Linked DNA regions of Mus musculus: region 2 is linked to region 1. Evidence: chromatin contacts called from public Micro-C data. All regions are on one chromosome and are shown on one strand. Each heading gives the region's core, a stretch centred on a gene start, on an enhancer-like site or on the middle of the called end of the contact. The rest is flanking DNA. Distances are from core to core; before and after follow the strand shown.

Evidence for each region. A called contact is a pair of places that touch in the nucleus more often than the background predicts.
Region 2: a Micro-C map of embryonic stem cells shows a contact between it and region 1, with 4 times the contacts expected there. The contact joins the promoter of Tbc1d8 here to the promoter of Npas2 in region 1. A contact is called at or near these places in 1 of 39 promoter capture datasets (embryonic stem cells), 3 of 484 Hi-C or Micro-C datasets (all in embryonic stem cells) and 2 of 9 other capture datasets (adipose tissue and embryonic stem cells).

The regions. Positions count from the first base shown.
Region 1 is chr1:39,191,539-39,196,678 of GRCm38.p6, reverse strand. It overlaps Npas2 (neuronal PAS domain protein 2), which reads right to left and starts at 2,407. Exons shown (of 21, transcript NM_008719.2): 1 at 1,937-2,407.
Region 2 is chr1:39,477,228-39,481,885 of GRCm38.p6, reverse strand. It overlaps Tbc1d8 (TBC1 domain family, member 8), which reads left to right and starts at 3,139. Exons shown (of 20, transcript NM_018775.4): 1 at 3,139-3,446. The coding sequence starts at 3,320.

The DNA of each region.
Region 1 (5,140 bases), core at 1,158-3,657:
GTGTACTTAGGAATTATTAATCACTATCTGACTTAACACAGGATTACTCATAGTTAAGTACCATATTAGCACTCAGAAACCTAACCTTGGATAGTGATTACCGACAATCCAGTTGTTTCCCAAACCTATTTATTGAGCATCTACTGTGAACATGGCCTCATGGTGATGAGAGGAAAAGATTGGGATGTGACAGTCCTCAACTTGTCTTTGCTACAAACAGCATGGGGGCGGGGCGGGGGAGGGATATGCTAATGAAACATCCCTGTGAGCCAATGCGGCTTCAAGTACCATTTTCACTACGTAAATGTGAAGCTCCATTAGACACTTGCTATGATGAAGCCAATTAAACTGTTAGAGTAAAGCAGCCAAGAGGACTGACTCACTAGGCTATTTTCAAACCCTTCACAATTTGACCTCTGCTGGGGGAGACGTTGCAGTGTGTGTGGGATCAACCAGAACAGCCTGTGGAAAGTTCACAGTGGCTCTTGGCATCCAGGACAAAGCACACGTGTTCTTGTTTTAAAAATGCATGAAGATTTAGCCCTTTGGCTTCTGAGGATTTACTATAAGGAAAATTCTGGACACACACACACACACACACACACACACACACATAGATCATATACCCAGAATGTATGAGAGAAACCTACGTATTAATTTAGCCTGAAGACATTGGCACTTGAGAAGTAGCTACTAATATAGGTTATCAAGATCTAAGACAGACGCTCCCAAAAGATGGATTTAAATTGTGATTTGTTTTTACTGATTTCATTGTTTTTTACATTTTTATTACAAAGCAGCCAGAAACATAAAGCAGAGACCAAATTGTTACAAACAACTAGGTAAGTTAAAAAAAAAAAAACACCAATTGTTTTCTATATAAAGGTCATCTCTTCAGCTACCATGTGAACATCTATCATACCAGGAAATTTTCCTCTCAACACACTCATTGCAATTGTCTCACTCCATTCTCCAGGCATGTTTAACCCTTGGGCGTGTGTTGTAACATTTTATTAATAATGTGCTTTCTCTAGAGTATATCCTCTCCTACCCCTCAAGATGTAACTCTAGGGAGTAGTTGGAATAAAAACCTTTTCCACATCTGCACAGCGGGATGACCTCCAAATAAATAGAGGTACGGGTTTCTGAGGGGAAATGGCAAAAGAGTAGACTGCTGGGAAACACCAGTACCTCAACTGGTTCATATCTGTCAGTAACGAAAAATTTGCTTTGTAAAATAGTGGCCCAGATCGCAATATCTCTTTTAAAAACAGGATTATATTTATTTAGGGGCTATTTAAAAAGAGATTGGAGGTTATTTCTGGCAACGTTTTCCTTCAGAGAAATTTTAGCAGCAGGAAGGAAGATCAAGCCAGTATTTGCTCTTGAGTCTGAAGGGTGCCTTCCAGGGCTGGCCGTTTTTCATGCAAGCCATAATTAGTTGGCCAGTTCGCTGGATGGGGACTTCTCTGTGAAGAGAGAGACAGGAAGGTGTTGACAGAGCTGAGTCCTGCCAGGAACTGCTTCAGGACTAACTACCTGGAAAGTCCAAATGGGAAATCCCTCCTATAAAAGAAAACCCTATTAAGGATAATAGAGTTCTAGTGATTGAGACAGACTAGCTGTCTCCGCCGACGCAGTTAATAACGACTCAATATTCACCTGTAAAGAAGCAAGCTAACCGCGAACTAGGGGCGGATCCTAACGCAATGGATAGAGAAAAAAAAACCCTAAGCTGGGGCCTCTAGGACCCTTGCAACACCTGTTGAACGCTACAGCCTACAACTTTACGAACTAAAGACTCCCGGATTTAACCTTAGGAGATTCTAGAGTCGGTGGAAATGCGCGTGTATGCTTAAGGTTTCCATCTTGCCTTGTCAACAAAACTGGTTACTAATTATTTATGAACCACAGAGCCGAAAACAAACTTTCTTACCTTAAGCAGTTAAGGAGAGGCGGGCAGAGGGGGGAGGCTGGCTTTGAATTGAGCCTCTTGGTACCTGTCCCTGCCCCCTGCTTCCCACCCTAAGTGGCTTTTTAGAAAAGTCAAGGTCGCACCCCTCCTCTACTTGGGGAGGGGGCACACCTCCCACTAAAACAATGTTGTAGCATCCAACCCGGGGAGTCCCAGGAGCGCAGAGCTGTCTAAGCACAAAGACTGGGCTTTCAGTCCAGCCCTAAGCCAAGTCAGACCCAGGAACGTAGTGACACAAGGGCCCGGCCAGGCAACCACACTCTCCAGGCGTCCCGGGCTCCCTACGCTTCGGGATGCCTGCGGTGGGGCTCTGGAAGGGCAGCGGGCAATCTTGAAAGCTTCTGTCCGGGCACGCAGTACCCCTCTAGCACCCTCGGAGGACCCCCGAATCCCGATGTTTGGGGTGCCTAGTCCTCTCTCTTGGCGAGCAGCTCCGGGAGCCCACCGTCTGTCTGGCTGCAGCGGTTGGCAGGACCCGAAGCCCAGGGCGGCAGGACCCGGAGTGCGCAGGACTCACCTCCCCGCGCCCCAACCCCCGGGTGCCTGCGCTGCGCAGCCTCGCGCGGTGTCGCGCCCGAGCGTCCCTCCCTGCCCCGCGCGTCCCCAGCGCTAGCGAGCAGGTGACCAGAGCCGCGAGCCACGCGCACGTATTCCCACCCGAGATCGTGCGTCCCCAAGCGCGGTGGCCTCTTACCTCCGAGCGGGCCGGGGCGGCCCCGCCAGGCCGGGCACCGACTGGGCCGGGGAGACGCGCCTCCCGCCGCCGCGGGGAGCCGGGGCGGCAGGCGGGCTCGGGGAGCTTCTCCCGGGCGGCGGCGGGAGGCGCTGCTCTCGCCGCTGCCGCCGGGGTCTCGGGGCTCCGCGGCCGCTGCGCGGGTCCCTCGGGTCCTGCGGAAAAGCCCGCCGCTCGCGCCGCAAACTCTTGGGCGCGTAGAGCTGGGGACCGCCGCCACCTCCCCGCCCCGCTGCCGCCTCCTCCTCCTCCCTCTTCTCTTTCTCCTCCTCCTCCCGCTCCCCTTCCTCCTCCTCCTCCTCCTCTTCCTCTTAAGCCTCCAGGCTCCGGCGGCTACCCGCTCCCCCCACCCCCCTACGGTCCAAACCCAGTGTGAGCCGCGCACTCAGCGCGTGCCGCAGGGACGCGGACCCTGCGACCCCCCGGCGACTCTCGGCGGGGCAGACACCGGTGCGCCCCCAGGGCCTCTGCGAGTCCTGCGGGGCTGCTTGGGGAGGGGGGTGTGGGGGTATCGACGTGGGGGTCCGGCCAGTCTGGTCCGGACTGGGCGCGGTGGAAGGGGGAGACTGTGCTTAGTGCGGAACCTGGAAGAGGGGAGGCGAGCTTGACATTTGAGGAGCTGCCGGCCAGGGTCCTGCTAAAGTTGTCACTAGGGGGGTAGCAAAGAATCCGTGCCCCGGGTAAATGGGAATCATCTCAGTGCCCACTGCCACTGTGCTGTCACGGGGTGGGGGTGTTTGCTAGAATGTGATTGTCTTGTCCCCCTCGCCCACGCCGACCTCTAAGGGCAGGCCTCTGCGCTTCCGTGACTCAGGTTACTGGGGACGTGGGTGGGTGAGGGAACACCAGGTGAGAAGAAGGGTCCTGGGATGTGAGAGTGAACGCTGTTCGTGGAATATAGCAGCGGTTGCTAGGGAGGAACGCTCGGTGCCTCCTCCAGGGCGAGCTTAACTGGTCAGGAAAATGGGTCAAGGATCGGCAAGAACCCGCTAAATGTCCCCTTGTAACCCCAGGGCCACAGGTCGGGGGCTGCGGCCAGGAGGCGCCCTAGGAGCAGCGCCGGGCCTCTCCCTCCCCGCCCCCACTGCCCTCTCTCCTTTTGCACCAGTGCAGGAAATGTTCCACTGACCTACATATTTTTCCAAACATACGTGACCTTTTTTTTTTTTCCTGTGGGAGGAGACAGGCGAGAATCCAAGAAAAAGAGAAGCTGTAGAGAGCGGCGCGCGCAAGAACACAGGGAGCCCTTTTCCCAAGCTTCTGCAAACCCCTAGCCAAGACAGATGTGCAGACGGGGTACGGGGAACCAGGCCTGCTGTTAGACTCGCTGAGGGGGTTCTGAGCGCGAATGGGGTGATGGGGAGATTGCTAGCCCCGCGGAAGAGCTCAGGGGTGGCGTGTTTCACCCAAACCCACAACAACCCTCTACTGGCGTCCAGAGATCACGGCAGGCAGGCAGGCAGGCACCTGGCTAGACCAGCCGGAAGAGGGGAGCCACGTCCCCGCGCCAGGTGCACAAAGGCCACCTGCTTTCTGACACCCTTTGAGTTCAATTCCTGGGGCAGAGCTCTGTCTTGGCAGCTCTCTTTGGGTCATTCTACATCTCACATTCCAGCAAGTGGCCTGGACAAGGAAAACGCCCCCATTGGCTCCTGGCTACCTATCACCCTCCCCCTCCCTCTTTCTCCCCCTTCCTCTCCCCCTCCCTCTCCCTCTCCTCCCTCTTCCTCTTCCTCCCCCTCTCCCTCTTCCTCTCCCTTCCCCTCCCTTTCCCTCTCCTCCCTTTCCCTCTCCCCCTCTCCCCTCCCCGTGTGCGTGTGTGTGTGTGTGTGTGTGTGTGTGTGTGTGTGTGTGTGTGTGTCCAGAAGGGGTCTCCGGAGCTTCTGAGGCTTCAGTTCCAAGAGCTAGCCTTAGTCCTGGCTCATGGTGTTCTGGGGCCTGGATTTCTCCTCTCCAGTGCAAACTGGACCTGCACCAGAGGGGCCTTATTTGGACATGCAACCCTACCCAGTCAATTAGATGAAAACACTCACACAGAGGTCCTCCCCTCCCCAGTAAAGTAGGTCATTCTCTTTATTTCCCATTTGTATTATTTTTGTCTAATTCTCCTTCTGAGAAAATAAGCACGTGCACAGAACTCCGAGCATCCTACAAACCCTGCCGTCCTCAGGCTTGTTTCTGACTCAAAGGCTTTTGAGGAAAGAGAAAGTTGACTGACCCCTTGTTAGTTTGGAGTTCCCCTTTCCAGCTAGAGGAGGGAAGTATTTTATTTTCCTTTACTTTTCTCTCTGTTCTTCTGTCCTTTTCCTTTAAGCAAGCAGCCTTTTACTGTGCCTTTAAACAGTGGCTATGACTAATATCCAATAAAGATGAAATTGTGTTTCTAACCAGATTTAATATAGAATTTAGAACTCTCTCTCTCTCTCTTCCTT
Region 2 (4,658 bases), core at 1,890-4,389, 280 kb before region 1:
CTTCTCTCTGCTCCCCTCGAGTCAAGTTAAAGAGTAAAAAATGTTTTAAATCACGCGTGTCTCTGTGGGTTTGTTCATGGGAGTGCAGTGCCTAGAGGCCAGAAGAGACTGCTGGATCCCTGGAGCTGTCTGAGTGCTGGCAACCAGACAGCAAGAACAGTAGTCTTGCTTCTAACCACTGAGCCACCTTTCCAGCCCCTACTTCTCTTGCTTTTAACATTTGACGGGGAAGCGCTAAATAATTGCAACCTGAGTGACTGTGGATGGGTCAGGAGATTTAACATTCAATCAGAACCACTGATAATTCACTGGGTGTGTGTAGCAGGTCCATCTGTTTTTTGCTGCTATCACAGAATACCACAGAGTGAATAATTTATAAAGACTAGAAATGTGCCTCACAGCTCTAGAGGCCAAGGCAGCCAGGAGCCTTTAGCCTTGACTTTGTGGCAAGCCTATGTGTTTTTTTTTTTTTTTTAAAGCTCTAGTCTAGCAAAAGGTGTTCTCTAGAGCTTTCTCAACCTGTTTCTCCAGCACCTGAAGATTCCATTTGTGCATCCCCATATCTTCAGCCCACGTCAATTTTCTGTGTCTGTTTTCCCATCTGTGAATCTCTAGGGCAGGTGTATAATAGTTTCCACCAAGATTAAAATATTCCATCCTGGGGCTGGTGAGATGGCTCAGTGGGTAAGAGCACCCGACTGCTCTTCCAAAGGTCCGGAGTTCAAATCCCAGCAACCACATGGTGGCTCACAACCATCCGTAACAAGATCTGACGCCCTCTTCTGGTGTGTCTGAAGACAGCTACAGTGTACTTACATATAATAAATAAATCTTTAAAAAAAAAATTCCATCCTACAGGGAAGCTCCTTAAGCAGGAAGGTAAACAAATAGCCTCAGGAAGGCCCTGAAACCGGCTAGAGTCACACCACCCGGTTCCACCCCCACCCCCACCCCCCACCCCTGCCAGCTACCCTTTCCTGCCAGAGTAACAATAAAAGCCAAGAGTCCCTCTCAGATGCAGTAGAGCAAGGCCACAAAGAAGACTCTTAAGCCCAGACCAGCTAGTTCCCTGGAAGAAGCAAAAACCAGCCAGCCCATCTGCCTGGAAGAGTGTAGACCAACCGAGGTACCTAGAAAGGACACTCTCCTGCCCTCAGGCTGTGCACTGTGTTTCTGGTTCCCAGCTTTGTGAGCTGTCACTCATGCTGGTGTGGGTTTTGGTGAGGCAGCTGTCTTTGAGTCATTTCTGGTCTTGTAAGTCACCTCTCACCCATATTCCTGTAAGTAACCCCAAGAAAACTCATTGGTTGACCAGGTTGGACTTTGGTGGCGTCCACACTTTGGTCTGTCATGGGATCGGTATCTGAGGTGAGTAGACATGTGTGTTGCATTTTCCCAGGAAATATCTTGTTACACAAAAGCACTAATATCCAATTCACCTCTATGGTTCTGGCCCGAAGTGCTTCAGAGAGCAAAGGGTGCCTGGGAATGTTTCGTGAAGGAATCTTTTCTTGCCACCCATCCCTGACTCCTCTGACTCTGGTGTGGCTCCAAGCCTGTGATTGTGGCTTATAAACTTCTGTTTTCTTGAGAAGATGGTTGCCTGTGGCTGGCCAGTGTACCAGCTTTCTCAATATCTCTCTTTCTTCTTCTTCTTCTTCTTCTTCTTCTTCTTCTTCTTCTTCTTCTTCTTCTTCTTCCTCTTCTTTCTCTCTGTATTTTTTGATTGGTCTGCAGAGAAATGGGCTTACTTCGTGGTGACATTTGTATACAACATGGCTCTAAAACTTGCTTATTTTCCCCTCCACCGTCCTCCCCATCCCCCAACCTCCCGTCTCACTTTGCTTTCTACAGGGCTACTGTCTGTTGGATCTGACCAGTTTCTGATCCTCCCCCAGGACAGCTTCTACTTTCCAGTTCTGTCCTACTTAACAACCACATTTTGTCCTTTTGTCAAAACCCAGGGACTAAGGGAACCTTTCCCCTCCCTTTGGCTAAGATATCCGATCTAACCACCTCCCCACAGAGAACACGTGGATCCCTTTCCCTCGGCCTTTTTCAAGGACAGCTAACATGTCTACTCTAGCCTAGAGAAAATATTTATTTAAAACCCTGTACTCACATGCCCCGTGGCTTCTCGTTACTATTACCTGCTCCCATGTTCTAGTGGGTTTGTTTTTTTCTTTAATGTTTTCTCAGAATAGACACAAGAGCCTTATTTTTTTCCGGAGAGGACCTGCAGGGGTGAGTCTCATAGTGGTGCCTTCTAGGTCCTATGTCTCTGTAAGACATTCAGTGTTCAGTATGGTCTGCTGCTGGACTCAGGTTTCTGCGTTGCCACCTCTCCTATAGCTTCAGTTGTATCCTTACAAAAGCATGAAAAAATATTCTGTAAGAGAAATAATAAGTGGGGGATGTCAAGAATGACTCCTGCTGCCAGGCCTGATGACCTGAGTTGGATTCCCAGGGTCCACATAATGGAAGCCAAGACTGACTCCTCAAAGTTGTCTTCTGACTTCCACGCGCCAAACTGTCTCTCGTGACCACCCCCTCCAATAAATAAAATGTAATAAAGAAGAAATGTAAATGTTTGAATTAACGGAAAGCAATTTCTCTGACCCTCTCCTTGCTGTATATATGGACTAAAATATGTAGCATTCTGTGTTAATTTAAAAAAAAAATGAAGAGCGCAGCATTAAAAAAAAATCCAGATACAATTGTCTCCAATTTTCAGTGTTAGCTTTTGGTTATTTGAAACTTGAACACACTCCAGTTTACTGGCGTGCATTGTGCTCTTTAAGGTTAAGACTCTGGGTTGGGCAACCTGCAGCTTGGATAACAAGATGTCTTTTCCCCCTAGGTCCTTCCTCCAGCTTTTAAACAAGGAGCGTGGAGACAACTTGCGCAGTTGCTCGCTTCCTACCGGGAAGGAGGGAATTCGAGACTCGTCCGGGACTAGAGGGAGGAGACCTGGCAGTGGCTCCGATTTCCTCCCGCCACTCCGGAACCCTGGCCGGGAGCCGCAGAGACTAGGAAACCAGGGAGGCGCCACTGGAGCCTCGGGGAGGGTGGAGGGCGTGGCTTCGGGGGTGGGCGGGACCGCGGCTGGTGGGCAGGGTCTAGCCGGGGCGGGGCCACGGCAGGCAGCGCGGGGTGAGCCCGGCGAGCTGTGGTCTCCGCGCTCCGGGGCTCGGCAGGCGCTCCCGCTTCTGTCTCCGCGCGCAGTTCCCGCCGCCTCCTTCCAAGCGGGCTCGGCCCGGTGCGGCCGGCTGCTGGGGCGATGTGAACCGGGACCCGCAGGCGCGGCAGGTTCGCCGCGATGTGGCTCAAGCCCGAGGAGGTGCTGCTCAAGAACGCGCTGAAGCTCTGGGTGACCCAGAAGAGCAGCTGCTACTTCGTCTTGCAGCGGCGCCGCGGGCACGGCGAGGGGGGCGGCCGCCTCACCGGTAAGGGGCGCGCGCGGCGGCCCGGCCCGGCCTCTGTCCCTGCCGCCCGGCCGCGTCGCAGGTGGTGTCTCGGTGGCAGCCGACGAGGCCAGGACGGCCCTGCCTATGGCTTGTTTTCCTTTTTCCTGCGTTTCTCACGCGAGCTCCGGTCGGGCTTGGAGCTCAGGGACCCACGGGCCGAGAGAGGCAGGTGCATCTGGTGTGACCTGGCTCGCGAACGCTGGAGACGCAGCTTCTAGAGCTTGCCCCAAGGCAGCGAGATCGGGGCGCCCTAGGGCCCCGCCAGGTGACAGAAGGGTGCGCCCAGGCAGGCCCGGACTTGGCCATCTGGACGCAGCTGTGGCTCCAGGTGGTGTTGCAGCTGCGGACTTCAGGCCAGATCATCGGGAGGTTCTAGAGATCCAGGACTTTCTGGCCCAGGAGGCGGGGGCTGTCTTCGCTTCGAGGGGAAACTGAGGCACTATAGTTGCGTAGCGAAGTTAAGCATGCCGCTTTTGTTTCTCCTTTCAATGTCTTCTGTGGAACGATAGGACAAAAATACGATAGGCTTTGAAGTTGTCTCCAAGCAAGGCATTTTCCCCTTCTAAAAGTTATGGCTCAAAGCTGTTAAGAGATTGGGATCAGCTCGCGTTATTAGCTAGAGCACCTGCTCAATCAGGGAAGGGGAATTGTCGTGTTTTGCCTAGGGGGTTGGAATGATTCCTTTGGTTAAGGAGCCACCTCTGGTAAAAGGGACTTCAGATGATGGTCCTTTCATAACCTTCTACTGAATGTCGCTGAGGGGGTCAACAGACCTAAACGGTGCGCTCGGGTTAATTGCTGGTGACTGTCTGCACCTGGGCCAGTCTGGAGACGGCCCTTTGGGAGCAGAGTCTGGTTGGAGAAATGAGGAATATGCTTCTACCTAAAATCATGTATTTTAGCTTCAGGAAAAGCTAGCAGGTGTAGGGTGGGGTCAGGGTCCACGATGACAACCGAGACTCTCCTGAGAATTCAGTAGTGGGTAGGAGACCACAGGATTCTGGTTGAAAGGGTTAGTAGACAGTGGAACGTTCTGGGCAGCTGAGTGGCCACGAACCCCCCTGAACAGGGACAACTTGTGCAGCAGGTGGGCTTCGTGGGGGTGGGGGGAGAGTTACAGTAGAAGGAAGGGGGCCTTTGAGCCCTTTGTGAGGCCCTGGGTAGCACCATGGAATTTAGTGTTGGACTGGA